Linked DNA regions of Mus musculus: region 2 is linked to region 1. A link is a contact called in public promoter capture Hi-C data. All regions are on one chromosome and are shown on one strand. The core of a region is the stretch at or near the end of the contact, and the rest is flanking DNA. Distances in the headings are between cores, read along the strand shown. Region 1 overlaps Tmcc1 (transmembrane and coiled coil domains 1). Region 2 overlaps Tmcc1 (transmembrane and coiled coil domains 1).

Region 1 (4,143 bases), core at 1,213-3,712:
CTCAATTTGTCTCTGGCTAGTCTACTCCACCAGTTTGCTGCTGGGATTACAAGTAGGCTATCACACATTAACTACCTAGCAGTTACCATGGGTGGGAGTGGGGGTCTATGGATATGAACTCAAGACATCTGATATTTGCCTGACAAGCACTTTGTCCATGGATCATCTCCTGCCCTTGTTACCTTTTTTTTTTTTTTTTTTTTTTTTTTTTTGGTTTTTCGAGACAGGGTTTCTCTGTGTAGCCCTGGCTGTCCTGGAACTCACTTTGTAGACCAGGCTGGCCTCGAACTCAGAAATCCGCCTGCCTCTGCCTCCCAAATGCTGGGATTAAAGGCGTACGCCACCACGCCCGGCTCCTTGTTACCTTTTTTTAAAGAATAGTTTACCCATGCTTCCTCTAAATGATAGTTACCTGGTAGTATACTGAGTTATGATGATTCACTGTCTGCTTTTGAAAGTGCTGCGTTCCTTTATTTAGCATGGAAGATAGAGCTTCATTTGGAAGATTAAGGCAGCCTGGGTTCCATGGTTATTTGCTCTTTCCCTTGTTCTTATCTTGAACCTGAATTCTTGTACATGCTACCATGTACTCTACCATGGAGAGACAGCCTCAGCCCAAGAATCTTGTTTGTTTGTTTGTTTGTTTTTCTTCCTGAAGAAGCTGCTCTACTGAAACTGTCAAATCAGTGAAATGTCACTTGCATTGGATGCTTACGGTCTAGGTTCAATTCTTAGTGCATCCAAAAAAGGGAAGGAAAAGGGAAAACATTTATAATGTTTTTGTAGCATTGTATATTATCTTCATTTAAAATAACAACAAGTAAAAGACTTAGACACAGGTTTTTTTTTTTTCCTCCTCCAAATTAAGCCCAGGCTGACCACAAACTCACAATCTTAATAGCCAGTTATATTTCTGAATAGCACTAATGTAGTAATACCATGTACAGTTCCACATAAAATTAAGTAGATTGAATGTCATTTTAATCTGTCTAAAGGTAAAAGTGCCCTGGACCTTTGAGAACCTTGAAAACAATTGTGCCTTGTGGGCTTTAGGTCTGCAGACTTCCTCTAGTCTCATTACCTTAAGAATATTAGACTCTTCATCTTACTTACAAAGTAAATTTCTACACACCTCTTGATTTGCTAGGAAGGATTTCTTGGGAGTTTCCCAGCACTTCCTCATGTAAGGCCCTGTGTCACCATGCAGGATTTATGGTGTCTGCTGCTAGGAAATCATTCCCTGCAGCACCCTTTGTTTAGGTGGTTGTCATAGATTAAAATGTACCCTCTAAGAGTTCATCTGATAAAACATGATTCCTGGGCTGGTGAGATGGCTCAGTGGGTAAGAGCACCCGACTGCTCTTCCGAAGGTCCAGAGTTCAAATCCCAGCAACCACATGGTGGCTCACAACCATCCGTAACAAGATCTGACTCCCTCTTCTGGTGTGTCTGAAGACAGCTATAGTGTACTTACATATAATAATAAATAAATTAATTTAAAAAAAAAACATGATTCCTCACATCAAATGTTAATGGTATTTGGAGGAGGAGCCATTGAAAAGTAATTAGGATAAGATAAAATTCTAGTGGTGTCCTCACAATGGCCTGAGCAGCTTCATGGAGAAAGAACACTGTCAGCATGCTTGCCCCATCTCACCATGCAATACCCTGTACTGTGTTAGGGCATCAGGAAGGCCCTGACCCAAGTGCCAGTGCTGTACACTTCTGCATCCAGCTTCCAGAACTGTAAGCTAAATTAATTTGTATCTCTATCAATCACACAGTTTTTTAAATTTTGTTATAGAAACAGCACACCAGATAACAGTGAATGATATTATAATGTGTGGTTCTTTTGAAATAGGCAGCACCTTAGCAAGTAGTCTGAAATGCTTACTATACTGTACTTTCACATGTTTACATTTATTTTTAGGTATGCTTGCATGTGTCTACATACATGTATGTGCAGATACATGTATGGATTCTAGGCATCAAATTCAGGTCATTGAGTTCCTCTACCCACAGAGCCTCCCTATACACTGTTGTTGAGATGGGGTCTCTAGATAACCCAGGCTGTCCTGGAACTCAGTATGTAGACCAAGTTGACCTCAAACTCACAGAGATCTACCTGCCTCAACTTCCTAAGTGCTGGGCTTAAACAAGTGCCATCATGCCCCATCTCTTTATTAGTTTTCAAGTATCTTTTTAGCTAGTCTGAAGTGGTCAGTAACAATATTCCTTTTTGGAAATCTTATAACTCTGCTACTAAGAAACAACTCTGTCGTTCTCCATTCTGAAGTAATTGGTTCTAACAGTAAAAGAAAATGCTTTCCCTGTTGAGGTGCTCATATGACCATTTCCAGGTCCTTGCTTTGTAGTTTTTCTGTTTCCCTGCCTACTGGCTGGTGTTAGCTTTTGTGTAATTGAGAGCTGCTGAACTCAAACAAAAACCTCCCTCTCCCTGAATTCTAGCGGAAAGTTAATACAATTTTGGACTTTGAGCTGAGCTAGCTTCTGAGGGGAGAACAAAAGAGTCCTTGGGGGGAGATGCAGATTCTCAGCTGACTGGTCCCTTGTCTTATCCCAATGCCCCTTGACTCCAATGCTCTGGCTGTCCTGGAACTCTGTTTAGACCAGGCTGGCCTTGAACTCAGAGAGATTCACCTGCCTTTAACTTCCTAACTGCTGGTATTAAAGGCATGCACCACCATACTCTGGTTATAGGAGTTTCTGAGATGATATCTCACTGTCTATTTCCTATGTAAACCATGTTGGTCTTAAACTTACAATAATCCTACAGCCTCATCCTCACAAATGCTATAATTTATAAGATTCCGTCTTATAAGCTGGGCTAGAGATGACTCAGTGGTTAAGAGCAGTTGACTTCTCTCTTCCAGAGGTCCTGAGTTCAATTTTCAACAATCTTATGGTGTCTTACAACCATCTATAATGGAATCTGATTGCTTCTTCTGGTGTGCATGAAGACAGAGTATTCATATGTATATAATACATGGATAGATAAATCTTCTTTAAAATTAAATAAAGTAAAATAAACTGTACTACCAGCCTAGATTTTGTTTGTGTTTTGAGACATCCTGGCTGGCCTTGAACTCAGAAGCAATCCTGGTCATTTCAGCTAAAACCATAGGATATGTCTCATGCCCAACACCCTGACATTCATTTTATTAAAAACAAGTACTATAGTGTTAGGGTCCAAGAATTGCTGAAGGAAGACCCCAGACTCAAATGGTATTCAAAGGCAAAGAGTGTTTATTCTGAAGAAATTACCAGTATGCAGGGGTCAACCATTCATCAAAATGGTTGATGGCAACAACTTGTATTCAAGGCTAGGGGAATTTTCCAGAAGGGTTTGGTAACCTCTAATATGATTGGTAGGGGCAAAGCAGTGACATTGGTACAATTTTGATTGGTTGCTATGTTTGTTAGTTTCTCTATATTTGGTGAGGCCTTGAAGAATTTTGGAAGCCAGCTCAGTCCTGGCCTTGTTATCTCCTCCAGCTAGGTGTCTCGGGAACTGACCCAGCTCCAGACTTACCCTGCCTCAGTAAGGGCCATCATTGACTAAAGGCTCATTGTCAGTGACTCCTGAGGAGCCCAATATGCTACCCAGAGAATGGAAATCTTTATTCCCAAGGTTTTTAGTCCTCTCAATAGTAAGAATAAAGCTGGTCGTGGTGGCGCACGCCTTTGATCCCAGCTCTTAGGAGGCAGAGGCAAACGGATTTTTGAGTTCAAGGCCAGCCTGGTCTACAGAGTGAATTCCAGGACAGCCAAGGCTATACAGAGAAACCCTGTCTCGAAAAACAAACAACAACAAAAAAAAAGTAAGATTAATTGTAATGTTTTGGTCAGTAATCTAAGTTTAGAATGTTCTGATAATAAACCCAAGGGACTATGCTGGGGCCTAGCAAACACATAAGCGGATGCTCATAGTCAGCTATTGGATGGATCACAGGGCCCCCAATGGAGGAGCTAGAGAAAGTATCCAACCCTATAGGTGCAACAACATTATGAACTAACCAGTACCCCAGAGCTCTTGACTCTAGCTGCATATGTATCAAAAGATGGCCTAGTTGGCCATCACTGCAAAGAGAGGCCCATTGGACTTGCAAACTTTATATGCCC
Region 2 (4,010 bases), core at 1,253-3,752, 120 kb before region 1:
GGGAGAATTAGTTAAGTGTTTAATATGTAGCATCAAAGAAAGTGTAGCTAATAAAATCAAGATGGAGCCAAGTAGAAAGTATGAAAGCAGTAGGAAGGTGTAACAGAAATGTAAGGGTATTTACACAGACCTTCTGGCTCAGAGTGAATTGGTATGCCATAAAAATGAAATTTACTTGCCAGACATTTAAATTCTGCAGTGTGACTTGACAAAAACATCACTTTTCTGATGGGAATAAGATTCTTTTAAGATAAAAATTACATTTATTTATTGTGTATGTCTGTATGTATGGGGTATGCATGTGCCTCAGTGTACATACATGTGGAGGTTCAGAGGACAATTTGTGAGTTAGATCCTGTCCTCTATCATGTGATTATCAGGTCTTCAGGCTTGAGAATTATTGCTCAAATAGGTCTTTTTTTAATTTTCAAAGCTACAAAACTTAAGGTGAATTGTATGATACTGCTGTGAAAAGGGCAAATGTGATGAACATTTACAGATGCATGGAACTAGATAAAGAGATGGTTTGACCATGGTCCCTGCACAAGACAGAATGGCAAGAGCTCTGGGTAATGTATCCAATGAACGTTTGAGGAATTAGAAAACCTAACTAAATATATTTCAAACAAGAGGGTGTAGTCCTCTCCAGAGAACAGATAGTGGGCAGAAGCTTCTGCAGAGATTGCAGTCATCCCACTGTGGGAAAGAGCTTTCTCCCAGTAATTGTATGTCAATCTACATTTCTGCCTAGCTGATGGGTTGCTGGAATGTTGCCAATATGGTGCTCAGTCCCAGTCCAAGTTCCTCAGGGTGAGAAACAGCAAGATCTGGGATGGATGTTGTGGTTCCCAATCTCCTGTGCTTTATTCCAGACACCACTGGGAACTGTGAGGATTTGAGAATAGTAGTTTCCAGCTTCTTGTGACACAGACACTGCTCTAGGAACAGGGGTTCTGCAGGCCCGCACTTCTGTGCACCAGGCAGTTCCAAATGAGTGCTGAAAGTATAAAGGGGCTGGAAAAGAGGCCTTCCCCAGAAGATTTAGGTATGCCTCTTCATGAAGCTGCACCTCCAGTGGCTGTCTTTTTTTTTTTTTTTTTTTTTTTTTTGGTTTTTCGAGACAGGGTTTCTCTGTGTAGCTCTGGCTGTCCTGGAACTCACTCTGTAGATCAGGCTGGCCTCGAACTCAGAAATCCGCCTGCCTCTGCCTCCCGAGTGCTGGGATTAAAGGCATGCGCCACCACGCCCAGCTCCAGTGGCTATCTTTGATGAAGGAGATGGTCTTGGCTTGTTCAAACTGCTTTATTTATGGTGGAGGTAAATGTACACATCTTACTCAGGGTGAACCAGGAAGAGATGCCCAGGAAGGGAAGCTCATTGGCTAAACACTCAGAGCCTATCTAGATAACCTCAGTAGCATGGAGAACTCTAGGTTTTATGCTGTGTGATCAGTTGTCATGGTCTCTTAGTGGGGCATCATGGTTACATGTTTCAGGATAGGTAGAGCCTGGCTGGGAACTGGTTGTAGTGCCTGCTGTCCTCAACTATGAGATATACTAGCATTTTGAACCTGCTTCAACCTTACCAGTTCTGTCAGGTGGCATTGTCCACTTGCCTCAAATAGTATACTAAGCCCTGGGGTCTCTGCTTTAGGCCCAATGACTGTGTTGTGATGATGCTGTGAAAGGTGTCCTACAGGAACATAGGTTATAAATACCATAGCTCCTCTCCCTCCCAGCTCCTAAGATTTTCTGATCTCTTTTCTCAGTGGTCTCTCTTTTCAGTGCTAATATTGATAGTGATGAGAAACTAATGGAAGTCTTACTGACTTTAGTTCCTTAGTAATTGGGGACAAAAGAAACTGAAATTTTCAATTACCATTCGAAGAATACAGTACTTTAAACAAAGAGGCAAGTTTTTTTTTTTTTTTTTTTTTTAAAGATAAAAAATAGGGTCTGTAGAGATACTCAGTGTTGTGTGTAACTTTAAAAACACAATTCTTCCTTTCCTGGGAGCTCAGCCTCCCTCTGACCTTCCCAGTTCCCTTTGCTCCATCCAGCTTAGCCCAAGATCAAACACAACCATCCCCCAACCCAGGAAAAGCAGGAGGTGCTGTCCACTCCACTGGCTCCCTCAGCTTCTCTTTCATTCCTTCCAGCAAGCCACCAGCTACCGCTAGGCTTTTCTCTCCCCCCCCCCCCCACCTTTGCTCCTCAGAAGAGAAACATTCAGACAGCTTTATTATCTTAGAATTTGCCAGATAGCACAATTGTTGGGTGCAGATCTCCTAAACTTATTAGCTAACCTATATCAGCCAGCTTCAGCTGACCTACTTGGTTAACCATGGTAGTGGAGGCTGCTGGTTCTTGTTCCCCAAAGATCTTACATGACTGCTACATTTCCAAAGCTTGGCTGTAAAGGCCACTTCCCTTTCCTCCAATCTCTTTTTCCTCTTGGGACCTGGAAGTCGAACCTTTAACCTTTGCCCAGCAATTGGCTCCTACCTTCTTTATTGACACAATCAAGAACCAGTTAGGGAATCAGCACCTCCCCCTTCAACTCCGCTGTTAGAGACTTTGCTGCTTTTGCAAAGGACTTGAGTTTAGTCCCCAGCACTCACATTGGCAACACATAGCTGCCTGTAAATCCATCTTGACGGGTTCTGAGACCTCTTTCTGATCATCTTGGGCACTGGGATGGTTTGAATATGCTTGGCCCAGGGAGTGGCACTATTAGGAGGTGTGGACTTAGAGAAAGTATGTCATTGTGTGCTTGGGCTTTAAGATCCTCATCCTAGCTCCTTGGAAGCCAGGCTTTTCCTGTTTGCCTTCAGAACAAGTTGTAGAATTCTTAGCTCTTCCTACACCATCTCTGCCTGGATACTGCCATGCTCCTGCCTTGATGAAAAAGGACTGAACCTCTGAGGTTGTAAGCCAACCCTAATTAGAGAGTTGCCTTGGTCATGGTGTCTGTTCACAGCAGTAAAACCCTAACTTAGAAGTTGGTACCAGGGACTGGGATATTGCTGTGATAGGCCTAACCATATCTTTGTTTAGAAGAATGTAGATTTTGGGACTTTGGATTTGGAAATCCTATTAGGAATATGGAAGATGGTAGTGCTGAGGGTAATTTGAACTGTGTAGGCCTGCTGTCCCAAGAAGTTTCAATGGAAAAGAATGTTATTATGTCATCTACACACTGTTTTTGTGATATTTGGATGAAGAACATGGCTGCCTTTTTACCATTGTTCAAAGGTCTGCCTGAGACTAAAATGAAGAGATTTAGATTAGTTACTTTGACAAAGTCTCAAAACAGCCTGGTATAAATTCTGTTGTGTGCTTACTAAAATTAACTCTTATGAAGAGAACATTTTGATGAAAAGGAGCAAGCTTAGAAAGGAAAAGTATGAAATATATGGTAATAATAAAGGGACACCAGGAAGTAAAATGGAGCTGAATCCTGTGTTCAAGGAGATAAAGGTAGTGTTGATCTCAGGGTAATATTCTACCCACTGAAGCTTATTGTTTGTATTTGTAGATGAATAAGAACTAGTTTGGACTTTTAATCTGGAATGAAATACAATCCAGAAATGGAGGGCACACCTGTGATCCAGATCTTGATGCTGGAAGACTTAGGCTGTTGATCCAGATCTTGAGGAACAGTGGCCATGAAAAGTTTAGGCCCAGGCATGGTGGTACACACCTTTAATCCCAGGAGATAAAGGCAAGCAGATCTCTGAGTTCAAGACCAGCCTAGGACAGAGCAAGTTCTTGGTGAAGAAAAGCTTAAATCTAGGAGTACACACCCTTTAATCCCAGCATTCAGGAAACAGCCATGGAGATCTGAGTTTAAGGTCAGTCTACAGAGTAAGTTCCAGGACAGCCAAGTTTAGGCAATGAAGGAGTTGGAAAACAGAAAGCTGATAATAAAACAAGGGGGCTCCCTCCAGCAAGGAGCAGAATTCGGCAGCTTCAGCCACGTGACTCTGGCTTTAGAGTCAAAAATAAAAG

What was found. Capture Hi-C pulls out chosen DNA fragments and counts their contacts.
Region 2: a contact with region 1 is called in a promoter capture Hi-C map of liver. The contact joins two enhancer-like sites. A contact is called at or near these places in 3 of 9 other capture datasets (adipose tissue, liver and pancreatic islet).

What each region holds. Positions count from the first base shown.
Region 1 is chr6:116,062,075-116,066,217 of GRCm38.p6, reverse strand. The region is part of intron 3 of Tmcc1 (transmembrane and coiled coil domains 1); the gene reads left to right. Among named protein-coding and RNA genes, the nearest start is that of Plxnd1, 69 kb to the right of the region's middle. Within about 2 kb of position 2,462, at least 5 of the 459 cell types and tissues checked have an H3K27ac peak or open chromatin away from gene starts, as enhancers often do. A contact at or near this core is called in liver, where this site is marked.
Region 2 is chr6:116,179,448-116,183,457 of GRCm38.p6, reverse strand. All of the region lies in intron 1 of Tmcc1 (transmembrane and coiled coil domains 1), which reads left to right. Among named protein-coding and RNA genes, the nearest start is that of Tmcc1, 12 kb to the left of the region's middle. Within about 2 kb of position 2,502, at least 17 of the 459 cell types and tissues checked have an H3K27ac peak or open chromatin away from gene starts, as enhancers often do. A contact at or near this core is called in liver, where this site is marked.